2 separate regions of the Mus musculus genome follow, and region 1 is linked to region 2. The links are chromatin contacts, called in public Hi-C maps. All regions are on one chromosome and are shown on one strand. Each heading gives the region's core, a stretch centred on a gene start, on an enhancer-like site or on the middle of the called end of the contact. The rest is flanking DNA. Distances are from core to core; before and after follow the strand shown.

Region 1 (6,300 bases), core at 2,180-4,679, 420 kb before region 2:
TATCGGCAAGTCCCAGACAAAAAACTCTCTATCAGGCAGAGAGCAGATGAGCCTAAGGAAGACCTGACCTAAATGCAGTCCACGTTCAGAAGGCCAAGCACAGCGAGCATGGGCGTTCCCCTGTGTAGGCCGTTACCGCTTCTTCCGTTGTTTTTAAAGGATAAAATAACGGGTTTTGGTTTTTTTTGTCTTACTTTTATGGTTAGCTACCCCCTTTAATATTTGCTCCCCCTTTTTAGTGCTGGAGTTACAAGAACACATCACCATGTTCTGCTTTTTTTGTGGGTGCTGGGGAATCTTAACTCAGTTTTGCATGCTTACACAGCAAACAGTTACCCACTGTACCATGCCCCTAACCCCCAGAAACCTACTTTTTTGTTTGTTTGTTTTTTGTTTTTCGAGATAGGGTTTCTCTGTGCAGCCCTGGCTGTCCTGGAACTCACTCTGTAGACCAGGCTGGACTGGAACTCAGAAATCCACCTGCCTCTGCCTCCCAAGTGCAGGGATAACGGGCATGCGCCACCACTGCCCGGCAGAAACCTAGGTTTCGGTTGGCTCCCTCGTGCATACAGGACTGTCTCTAGTAAAGTTTTGCTAAAGTGCCAAGTTTTTTCTTTGTGAGAGCATACCTAGGTAGAACATGAGTCAGGTAAAACAGGTTGCAAACTGGAGGCTAAGGATGAATTCTGTGGGCTGCGCCTGGCCTGTGCCCTGCTCTTGATGAATAAGAGAGCGTCACAGGGCCAGCAGCCAGAAGATCTGGTGGACTGCGTGCTTGAGGGGTGTGATGGGATGCGGTGATCTGTGTGAAATGAGCTGTGAGTTACGATTTAGGCAGGAACTAGAATTGTTCTTCCAATCAACAAAGCTACATCAGAGGCAAGGTCAAGATGAACTATAACACAACATTTGATATCTGCAAAGAGGAAATGGGACTTTACACAGCCAACAGCAAGGGTGTGGAACTCATTGCTTCTAAATGAGACAAACACTCAAGATATAAATGGTGGAATACGAGCATGCTTACATTCCAGGCAGAGAGGCCATCTAGGGTAACAGCCCTTCCTTTAGAGCATAACCCACCTGCTCCTCCCTGTCAATGCCACAGCATGTTCTGGCTGGTTCCAGCCACTCAGGGCTCTTCTGTCATTCTCCTGGCCTGAGGGAGTCCCCAGAGAATGCCTCTGGGCAAAGCAAAGAGGGTGGAGATGGGACAAAGGTTCTGTGACTGGAGCTGGTCAGGGGCAGCAAGACTGCTTCTCTGACAATATCGCCACAGAGCTAGGATTAGGGCGGAAGCAGGCCCAGACAGTGGCATTGCCTGGCATGCATCTGTTCCGGGGATAGCTCATATGCTGGCTAGAGGACTCTCTGGTAGACATCACAGAAGATACATAGTCCCCAGAACAGCAAACTGACTGGCAGAGTCCCTGAGAGGGTTGAGCGGACCATGCTTCTGAGGGTCCAGGCTCTTGCTTGGCCCTTCTATTCCCTAGCTGAGTACATGATGTTCTGGGGCCTTAGTTGCCCTATCTGTCAAACAGAGGAACAGTAATATCCAATCTAGTACATTGTATGTATGATTCAGAGAGGCAATAAAAAGGCAGTGTGTGCCACATGCTAGCCATCAGCAACCCACACCCACAAGTGTGAAGGGCTGCAGAGGGGACAGCAGGGGATGAGTGGCAGGCTCCCCCGCAGCTCATGGCTGTGAGTGACCCACAGAGTCTTCTGAGACACCACCTGCTCATGGGCAACCAGTTCAGCAAAAACTGTACTTGGGACTGTCTTTTGGAGTGTGGAGATAGAGACAGACACAGAGACAGAGAGATGCCGATGCCTCCACACCACTAGAATAGTGAACGGTGTGCACACAGGCAGTACAAAGCAAAGGAAACAGACAGACAGGCGGCTGCAGGAAGCTGTGGGGCATAGAGGTCAGAGGTGAACCTGGTAGCCCTCCTAGAAGAGTTCTGGGGAGCATGATGGTTTGTTTAGAATGCATTTCAGGTACAGGGCAATAGAAGGGTCATGTTATGAGCAGCGTGTACCAGGAGGGCTGGAGCTGCTAAGAGTTTCAGTTACCCTAAGTAGCATGAGCTTTTTTTATCCTGTGGGCATCAGTCTTTTGGAAGAGTTGTAGGCCAATGACTGATCTGTCTGTCAGGGACCAGAACTACCCTTCCCTGTTCCCCAGACCCAGGAGCCCAAGCACTCTTCTTGAAGAGAAGGCAGAGGCCACGATCCCGCCCCCTCCTAGAATCACTTTTGGTGGCGGTCAAAGGGCAGGTGGGAGAGAGGTGATGGGAGAGGTAACAATGTTGTGGGCTTACAGTGGCAGGTGACTGTGCTGCCTCGGGGCTCCTTATTACCTGGAAGGTCCCCTCTTCAGAAGGATGCAGTGATTCCCATTCAGGAGAGTCCATGAACTGATACGGAAAGATGTAGTGCAGAAACTGCCCGTCTTGGCTCACTCGAACCCTGACAAAGGAGAGAGGAGACTGAATGGGGAAGGGCAGTGGCCGCTCTCTGCAGAAACTGCCTATTTTCTGAGTAGCTGAAACCCTCCCGCAGAAGTACTCAGCTAGACTGTGGGGAGCCAGAGCAGGTATGGCCCAATTAAAGATGGAGATGAAGCTCACACGGTCCTCGTCCTGTACGTGTTTTTCTATTCCACAGTGCAGGACCAGAGTCTTGGGGATGGGGAGTGGGTAGTAAGAACACTTGGGGGGCCTAGCAGCGTGGTCTATGTGTACATGAGTCTAGCGTAGCATCAGATCATGTGTGTATGAGCTCATGGGTGGCCACTCAACAGGTGGGAGGCTGTGGCAGGAGGACTGCTATGAGTGTGAAGCCAGCCTGGCTTACATCATAAGTGCCAAAGCAGAAAGGACTAGAGTGAGATCCCGTATCACCACTACCATCCCCCAACACCCCACAGACCCAATACACACCCCAAAGAAGGAGGAGTAGAAAAGGAAGGGATAAAAAGAGGAAAAGGAAGGAAGGAAGGAAGGAAGGAAGGAAGAAGGAGACAAAATCTCCTGAAAAACCCTTACGCATGAGCTTTTCTCAAAGCAATTAAAAAACATCTCTGTAGGTGAGTTATGGACATTATTAATTTAAAAATCTCCCCAGTAATCCCGTTATGTATCCAGGATGAAAAACCACCGTCAGGGGCTCTGCTGTGCACTAACCACATGTGGCTATTTCAATTGAGAGTTACATTCATTAAAAGTAAATAGTTAACAGTCGGTCCAGTTACTCCGTCACACTAATTGCACCCCAAAGCACGTGTGGTCTGGGGCTGCGGTATGGCACAGCGTGGATGTAGAATGTCTCTGTTGCCATGGGAGGTGCTGCTCTGCCTTTCCCCTTCCAGGCGGGCTGCATGAGGAGCAGCGGGCAGGACAGCTCATGTTTGCAAGATAGCATGTGAGGAAGGCAGACGGATGCTCCCAGTGTGCCTGCCCACTGAGTCATCGTGGTGATGGACATGACTGGTTTTCTTTCTGAGTTTTACTGCCAAGGAAACAGATGGTCAGGAAAAGTGCGTGGGGAGTGTACTGGCTAATTTTGTGTCAACTTGACACAGCTGGAGTTATCACAGAGAAAGGAGCTTCAGTTGAGAAAATGCCTCCATGAGATCCAAGTGTAAGGCATTTTCTCAATTAGTGATCAAGGGGGAAAGGCCCCTTGTGGGTGGGACCATCTCTGGGCTGATAATCTTGGTTCTATAAGAGAGCAGGCTGAGCAAGCCAGGGGAAGCAAGCCAGCAAGGAACATCCCTCCATGGCCTCTGCATCAGCTCCTGCTCCCTGACCTGCTTGAGTTCCAGTCCTGACTTCCTTTAGTGATGAACAGCAATGTGGAAATGTAAGCTGAATAAACCCTTTCCTCCCCAACTTACTTCTTGGTCATGATGTTTGTGCAGGAATAGAAACCCTGTCTAAGACAAATTGGTACCAGCGTAGTGGGGTATTCCTGTGACAACCTGACCATGTTTTGGGGAGGACTGTGGAAGGACTTTGGAACTTTGGGCTTGAAGATCCATTCATTGTTAAGAGCTATGTTAGATGTTGTGTAGAAGCTTGGAAGGTAATGTTGAGAACAGTGCAGAAGATGGAGGTCTAGCTTGTGAAATTTCAGAGGGAAAATTAAAGACTCTTTTCAGGGCCATTGCTGTTTTGATTGTGAAGATTCTATAGTTCTGGTTAGCTGGGGCTGAAGAATCAGCTGTGATTAACAAGATACCAGAACTACCAAAGCAAAACCTTTGCATTACTGGGATTATTGATGCTGGTTAGCTGGAGCTAAGAAATTAGCGGTGATTCAGAAGAGACCAGCATCATTGAGGTGGCATCTTCTGGGAAGTGTTTTCTGAAAGCACAAAGGGGCTGTGTTCCAGAGATAGCCAAGGTTGTACTCCTGCTGCAGCGGGACTTGGTAATATGTAAGGGTCACCCAGGTGGTACTGCTTTTGAAGGCATGAAGGGGTTACACAGAGCAACTGAGGCTCGGCACTGTGAGAGGCCATGGAAGGCCATTGGTGAAGGTGCAGCCTCAGTTGCAATTGACGGCCCAGGACTGAAGGGGTCATGCAGTGTTTTGGAGATGCCAGTACCATGAGATGACCACCAAGAGCAGCAGCAGCAGTGGAGTACAGGCATCTGGAGCCTAGAGGACGACGCGTGTGCTACAAAGGGCATGGCTGGAGAAGTGACCCAAGCCCTTGGAGGAGCCCAGAAGATCGTGAGTTGGATCCCAGACATTGGATGGTTGGAGATTGATTTTTGTTTTTGATTGTGACTGTGCCCTGATATTTTTCCTCTTGAAGGAAGAAACCATTTTAGTGGAGCCCACAGTTAAGAGACTTAATTGTAAAAAGACTTTGGATTTTAAAAGAGATGGATATTTTAAAGAGATTGAAATTTTAAGAATATGTAAAGACTGTGGGACGTTTAAAGTTATTTAGACCTTGGGGATGAATAAGAATGTAAGGGTTGAGGCTTACTAATGATGTGTTTGTGTGTCAAGTTGACAAGGGGTCAATTGTACTGGCTAGTTTTGTGTCAAGTTGACACAGCTGGAGTTATCACAGAGAAAGGAGCTTCAGTTGAGGAAATGCCTCCATGAAATCCAACTGTAAGGCATTTTCTCAATTAGTGATCAAGGGGGAAAGGCCCCTTGTGGGTGGGACCATCTCTGGGCTGGTAATCTTGGTTCTATAAGAGAGCAGGCTGAGCAAGCCAGGGGAAGCAAGCCAGCAAGGAACATCCCTCCATGGCCTCTGCATCAGCTCCTGCTTTCTGACCTGCTTGAGTTCCAGTCCTGACTTCCTTAAATGATGAACGGCAATGTGGAAATGTAAGCTGAATAAACCCTTTCCTCCCCAACTTGCTTCTTGGTCATGATGTTTGTGCAGGAATAGAAACCCTGACTAAGACAGTGAGCTTAAGGTCACATGACTACCAGGCAGCAGAACAGAGTCCGTGTTCTCTCACCGTGCTGTCATGTTACAGGAGGTTTGGGTAGGTGGTTGTGGACACTTCCCACATCACACCTTCTCTGCCTTCACCAAGCACAAGGACACAAGATCCTAAACACCTCCCTCACTGATGGTCCCGGCATGCACATCTAGCCTGATGCCTTTTCTAATATAACTTGGAGACTTTAGAACTGGTTAAGTCACTGTGCCTTGTGCCTTGGGCAGAGACAACTATCACACACTGGTTAAACTAACACACTCCTGTATTCAAAACCTAAAACCTTGTCTCTCAAATAATAGGATCCCGACATTGCAAAAGGATGTGCCCCAACTGGCCACAGGAGAATCTAAATCATACAGAACAGCCAATAGACACGATCTTATCTTATTCCAGCCTGAGGCCTAAGTGCATGCCTTTTCTTAAGTTTGAAGAGAAATCCTTTTCTTTTTCTAAAGGACACCTCACATCAGCTAGATAGAGTTGGTTTTCTGCAGCTGTGAGTAGGAATTCTAACTAATTTTAAAAAAATTATATGATTATTCCATACTACCAACCCGTTAAGCAACTGCTCTGGCCTTTCCTACAAACACAGGTTTGCTGTACATCTGAAGCGGGGTAAGCAACCCCACTAATGTTGTTTGCTGGATCTCTAGCCTATGGCCAGCGTCCACCCTGGTGCTTTGTCCCTGCAGAGAAGGGACCTGCATTCTGTGAGGGTCTGGTATGGTACCTAACACCCCAGCTGTTTGCCGGCATAAAGTGAATGGTTTTTGGATGTGGTGTAACATCTAGACGTAGATTAAGATCCAGC
Region 2 (6,481 bases), core at 1,039-3,538:
TTCTGCCCCTCCCCACTCCTCCTCCTTCTCTACCACTACCACCATCACCATATTTATGTCTAGTCCCATGGCATCTATATAACGCCCCATGGCTGTTCACTTACAATGGTTGTCTTGCAAAGATCATGAAGGGGTCTCCGATCCAGCTCTTGACCAGGAAAACTGTCACAAAATTCAGAGCAGTTGATTTCTGGCTCCATGTCACCCCATGCACTTCTATGGGCATCTACTCAGTCTTGGCTATTCCCAGTCAAGGATGCAAACCGTTCGCTGAAGCACAGAAACAACTCGAGTCTTTCTGCCAGAGGCTCCATCTCAGAGTTGCCTCCAGAGTCCAAATCCAGGATTAAAAAACAAATGGCTCCAAGTAGAAGTGAAAGGTTGTTTCATTAGTCTCCTTCATCATGCATATTTGAAGAGCAAATGTTCTTCAGCTGGTTCCTGGCTCCCAGTGGGTAGCACATGGTCAAGAGTGGGCATCTCAGGTCATAGAACGAATTGATTCTGGCTCACCACCAGAGGGCAGTCAGCACTCCACGTGCTCCCACACTGGGCCCTGGAGGGAAGCAATCAGACTGGTTAACAAACATGCACACGCAGGTTTAAAATGGTTTTAGTATCTCAGCTATACATGGTTACATTCTATCGTGTGTAGGTATATGCTTATAAATATCGCAACATTTTAAAGTATAAATGTTACTTTTGATTCATAAGGCACATCATCCCCTTTTCCCTCCCCCAAATTCATGTCCTAAGATCTTTCCACACAGTTCCTTGCTTAACCTCTGTTTGATCCTAGGTGATTCTGGGATCAAGGGCCCATATTGTCTCTTGTCTCTCAGGATGAGGAAGAGCCTTCCATGTCCAGACAGCTGAGTTGCCCAAAACGTGTACTGGTTTTTATCTATTTATTTAGTTTTTTAAAAAAAGATTTATTTATTTATTATATGTAAGTACACTGTAACTGTCTTCAGGTAGCCGAGAAGAGGGCATCAGATCTCATTACAGATGGTTGTGAGCTAGGATTTGAACTCAGGACCTTCGGAAGAGCAGTCAGTGCTCTTAACCTGTGAGCCATCTCTTCAGCCCCCATATTTATTTAGTTTTTAAATTTAATTAAACATTTATTTTTACTTATTCACTTTACATCCTGCTCACTCCCGGTCACCCTCTCCCACAATCCTTCCCCCACCCCCTCCCCTCTTCTCTGAGCAGGTGGTCCCCTCCCCTGGATATCTTCCCCACCCGGAAACTTCAAGTCTCTTTGAGACTAGGTGCTTTCTGTCCCATTGAGGCCAGACATGGCAGCCCAGCCAGAAGAACGTATCCCACATATAGGCCAGAGCTTTGGGATAGCCCCTGTTCCAGTTGTTCAGGACCCACATGAAGAACAAGCTGCACATAGACAACATTTGTGTGGGGAGGCCTAAGTCCAGCCCATGCATGTTTTTTGGTTGGTAGTTCAGTCTCTGAGAGCCCTGGGGGTCCAGGTTAGTTGACTCTATTGGTCTTCCAGTGGAGTTCCTATCCCCTCTGTGTACTGGCTTTTAAATTGTCAGAATCACGGAGCTGCCATGGGTTAGTTGGGTTCTAGGGAGAGGGGCTGAGTGACCCACTGAGGAGAGATTATTACGCTCAGAAAATATTCATAATATGAATACTGTGATCAGAAGAGAAGCCAAGACAGACACCTGCAGTCTCAGTGCTTGGAAGGCCGAGGTGGGCGTGTAGGAGTTGGCCAGCCTGGCTACAAAGCAAGATGTGCAGAAGAGAGGGAGGGGAGGAGAGAGAAGTGGATGGGGCATGTGGTCCACGGGTCACAGACTGGACATGCCTGAGTCTTATCCCTACATTTGAAAACAAACCCATCTTTTAATAGAAAAGATAGATTTGGGGTTAGTCACAGGAATGTAAGAGGTTGCCATTTCTGCTTTGTGTTTTTGAAAGCACCTAGTATAGCATCTGTGTGTGTGAGTGTGTGTGAGTGTGTATGTGTGTGTGAGAGTGTGTGTGAGTGTGTGTGTGTGAGTGTGTGTGTGTGAGTGTGTGTGTGAGTGTGTGTGTGTGAGTGTGTGTGAGTGTGTGTGTGTGTGTGTGTGTGTGAAACTTGGACAAATATTAGATGCTACTAATCAATAGTCACTGAACACTAGACCCATGGTTAAAGCAGAACAATTGTGACAGGTGCTGAGTGCCGTCTTTGGAGTCTGTACTTAGACATAAACAATACAGCACCAGGTGTTGCCCTGTCACTGGACTCTACCATATTCTTGAATTATTTACCAGCTTCATGACAGAGCAATCACGAGAAAATTAGAGTCCGCTGTCTCCCATCCAGCATTTGAATTCTTGTGCTGTCTGGACAGATGACTGAATATTAAATTACGAAGCAAACAAGGCATGGCTATTCGTATCCTAATTTTGTTGGAATTCCAACAGAAAGGGTCTTTCTCTCTTTTTTTCTAGCCACACCCTACTTTCCTACTGAGTATTCTAGCAATGAGCAATGTGAGGAGTCACAGAGCAAACTACACTATGGTAGTCTGGAAGGACGTGTGTTTTTACATTGTCTTCTCCATCTTAGTGGTAAACCAAAGACCTATTTTTGGCTTGATAATGCTTTGTTGTCTGGACCATCTTTTGAAGAGAGGATGTTTGGCAGCATGCCTGGCCCTCTCCTAACAGTTTCAACAACTGCCAGTCACTGCCAACTGTGCCCAGTATGTGCCAAATTGAGACTCCCTGGCGTCATGAGAATTTTGGTCCCTTTAAAAGCACAGAAATGTTAAGGGACTATGTTTTTGTTTTAATCCCAGGTGTGGGGTTGCTTTAGACTGTCCACAGCAGCTGACTATGATTTGTCTCATGCTCGGGCAGGGATGTTATTTTGCCAGCTGAAAATAGTTTACATTTGGCATTCTGGGGACGCTTCAGAGGGTATACAAATGCTGCTGCCCTTCCTTCTTCTGCTATAGCTGATTGCTGGTTGGAGGTATCCTGGTGATGAAGATCACACTTGCCCCAAGGACTTCCTTAATCAACAGGAAGCAGTCTAACAAGATCAACACCTTCTTTCCCCTCTAACCTTCTTGCTCTCCTACCTAGGGTTGGAGGGTTGGAAGGTTGGAGAAGGGTGCTAGGAAGAAGAAACCAATAAATTAGCCAAAAGTCTGGTCACACCCTGGTAAAGACACAGGATACATCACTTACTCAAAGTTGACCCTGAGAAACACTGCTTTGGGAACCAAGTCTTGAGAAACCCTTTGGTCCATGAATATCCAGCGCGCGAACCCTATATATTATGATATTAGATTTCCATATGGGACAGGCATACAGTCCCAAAGATAGCACTTAGCCACAGAAATTCACAAATGAACAATCACAAGTGCATCTCTCCATGTTGACACACTCCTAAGCTAAGTTCTGAAAGGGAGAAGGGCTCAGCCATTGAGAACTGCTGAAGACCTCGGTGTTGACTGACTGGGTCAGGGCGGGGGCAGTCAGAGAGGGCAATGGAGAGGAATCAGATCATCAGACAGAGTTAGAACCAAGGCTCAAAGAGTAAAGTCCGCCAAGCCCTTTGTAAAGCAAACCCACCCCCACACCCCCACACTGAAAACCCTCTGGGGATGCTATGTTTCATGTTACACACAGTAGCAGACCCAACACCACGCACTTACAATAGGCCACAGATTTCTTTTCCAAGATGGTGTTTTATGGGGGCTTTCAATAGTCTTATAATTTATCAACCTATTTATTTAACTTTTATTATAAATAATCCTATTTGTTTCTAGCCACCATCTATTAGCAAGTTATTTTGCAATTCATAGAAGTCTGCTACTGCCCAGGAAGAATTCCCCACTGTGAGAATTGCTTTACTCCTGTAAACAACTTAAAAACCAGACAAAACATATGAAGCAATTTTTTTTCAGACATTGGGCAACAGATCATAGGACTTTAGCTCCTAAGAGACATTCTGCCTGAAGGCAGATTCTGGGCTGGGGCGCAAAGAGAGAGAACCAAACCAAACAGAAACTAGATGTCTTGCTGAAGTGTGTGTGTGTGTGTGTGTGAGAGAGAGGGGGGGGGGGGAGGTTGTTTTGCAGTGCTGGGTTGGCTGTAATTTGTAAGACAGTGTAACGGAGAAGAGAAAGTTTGGGGAATCTGCAGGAAGCCCCAGTCTTTTCTAAGCTCAGATCTTTGTATGAATGCAAGAACTCTCTCCTTAAAGCTGAAGAAGTAACCAGTGTCAGGCAGCAGCCGGGCAGTTCCCTAGAGCTGAAAGTACACAGAATTCCAGCAGCAGGAAGTAGAGACTCATACGATGCAGAACACTGAAAAGCATCTTCAGGAAAGTCACACTGCAATAGTTGAACTAAATGAACCCAAGTGGAAAGCGTCCTCTGGCTGGTCCTCACAATGCTTCAAACCCCACAAAACCTATGAAGAGTGGGAGCGATTCACAATGAATTCAACTCTTTCAACAACACAACCCAATTCCTCTTCTGCAACACAGCAGGAGCTAACAGTTAACCACATCAAATTAGTAATGCTACCATACAGGAGCTGGAGACATGGCTCAGCTGGCAAAATGCTTGCTGCACACCCGTAGGACATGAGTTCAATTTCCAGCACCCATGTTTGTTAGTTTGTTTTAAAGCCAAACATGGCAATGTACACTTATTTATTTATGTAATTATTTTATGTGCATTTTTCCTGTTTGGTCTACATGTATGTCTGTGTGACAGAGTTGGATGCACTTGTGGGCTGTCACGTGGCTGCTGGGAATTAAATCCGGGTCCTCTGGAAGAGCAGCTAATGAATGCTTTTAGCAGCTGATCACTCTCTCCAGCCCTAGCAATGAACTCTTACAATCCCAGCATGGGGGAGGTGGACAGGAAGATCCAGCCAGAGTAGTGGGAAGACAGGTGAAGGAGACAAGCTACTCAACCTCTGGCCTCTCCATATGCATGCGTGCACATTTATACATATGCACACCACCTGCACCTACACATGAACATATACATACAAATACACACATAAACACATGCAGCCTCCAATAAGCATGCCAAGCCTTTAATGTTAAGAAATAAATATGACTTGCAGATATCAAAATAATAAATATGGCTCACAAAGATAAAACTTTAAAATATAGTTCGATGGAAACAGAAAACAGAAATGATACAGGTGGCCCCACAGGCCTTAAAACAACTGTTGTACACAGGCTCTTTGTCACAAAGCAAAACCTGAGAAGGCTCAGGAAACAAAGATACAAAGAAGAGCTGAACAGAACCCCCTCAGAGAAAAATAGAATATCTGAGATAAAATACCCAAGATTAAATACTTTGGAAGGAAATGCTGGTTGACTTAAGGACTTAGCAAGAGAAAATGTGCACGGTGAAGCATAGAGGAAAATGAGCATCTCGATGTGTGGAAGGATAGCCTGTGCTCCAACACACGAGTGACTGTTGTTCCAAGGGGAGACAGTGGGAAACAGTTTGAAAGAAATAGCCCAGAAAATATGAGAACTAGGTACTATAAGCAGTGGATGGTTTTTGGATGAGGGAGAGCTAGTTGTTTTTTTTTAAAGATGTGACCTCTGGTAGATGGCCCAATGTCCATGTATATCATTTATATATATGAGCAGCAGAAATTTGATTCACTGGGATAGATCTGTCTATCTATCTATCTGACTGTCTGTCTATCTATCTATCTATTGACCTGTCTATCTATCCATACATCATCTACCTATTTGTCTATTGATCTATTGTTCTATCATCTACCTATCCATCCATCATTCATCTATCCATCTATTATCTATTTATCTATCTATCCATCTATCCATTTCTATCTATCTATCTATCTATCTATCTATCTATCTATCTATCTGTGTGTGTGTGCATGTGTATACACCTGTGTGTACATACACAGAGGACATAAAGTTGGAAGTCAGGGTGGATCTGGTAGGAGGTGGAGGAAGGAATAAATGTGAATGTGACCAAAATGCTTTGAATGCATATATGAAATTCTCAACAATTAAGAAAAACATATTTTTAAAAAATGCCAAGCTAGGCAGTGGTGGCTCATGCTTTTAATCCCAGCACTCAGGAAGCAGAGGCAGGTGGCTCTCTGTGAGTTCAAGGCCAGCCTGGTCTAAAGAGAGAGTGAGGACAGAGAAGGCTACAAAGAAACCTTTTCTTGAAAAACTAGAAATGCCAGAGCAGAGGAAAGTCTTTGTTCCAAAGTAAAATGGTACCAGCCCTAAATGCGGAGCCCAAAGACTTAAGCAAGATAAATTTAATTGTGTGACTATTTTTTCCTGATTAGAACATGAAGGGAGAGGGAGACACATAGGCTCATGAAACTCTCAAGAAACTTAGAATCAAGAGGCTCAAGAAACTTAAAAGACTCAGAAGGCCTGCCCCTAAGGTTGTGTAAGCAGCAATCATTTGAGACCTGCAGGATGCAGCTTTCAGGAGGT

What was found. A called contact is a pair of places that touch in the nucleus more often than the background predicts.
Region 1: a Hi-C map of muscle stem cells shows a contact between it and region 2, with 3 times the contacts expected there. The contact joins two enhancer-like sites. A contact is called at or near these places in 2 of 39 promoter capture datasets (the C10 cell line and embryonic stem cells) and 1 of 484 Hi-C or Micro-C datasets (muscle stem cells).

Annotation. Positions count from the first base shown.
Region 1 is chr16:38,365,665-38,371,964 of GRCm38.p6, reverse strand. Popdc2 (popeye domain containing 2) reads right to left here. Exons shown (of 4, transcript NM_001081984.2): 2 at 2,373-2,481. Among named protein-coding and RNA genes, the nearest start is that of Popdc2, 6.6 kb to the right of the region's middle. Within about 2 kb of position 3,429, at least 56 of the 459 cell types and tissues checked have an H3K27ac peak or open chromatin away from gene starts, as enhancers often do. A contact at or near this core is called in muscle stem cells, where this site is marked.
Region 2 is chr16:37,941,443-37,947,923 of GRCm38.p6, reverse strand. Gpr156 (G protein-coupled receptor 156) reads right to left here. Exons shown (of 10, transcript NM_153394.2): 2 at 105-556. The coding sequence starts at 200. Among named protein-coding and RNA genes, the nearest start is that of Gpr156, 28 kb to the right of the region's middle. Within about 2 kb of position 2,288, at least 21 of the 459 cell types and tissues checked have an H3K27ac peak or open chromatin away from gene starts, as enhancers often do. A contact at or near this core is called in muscle stem cells, where this site is marked.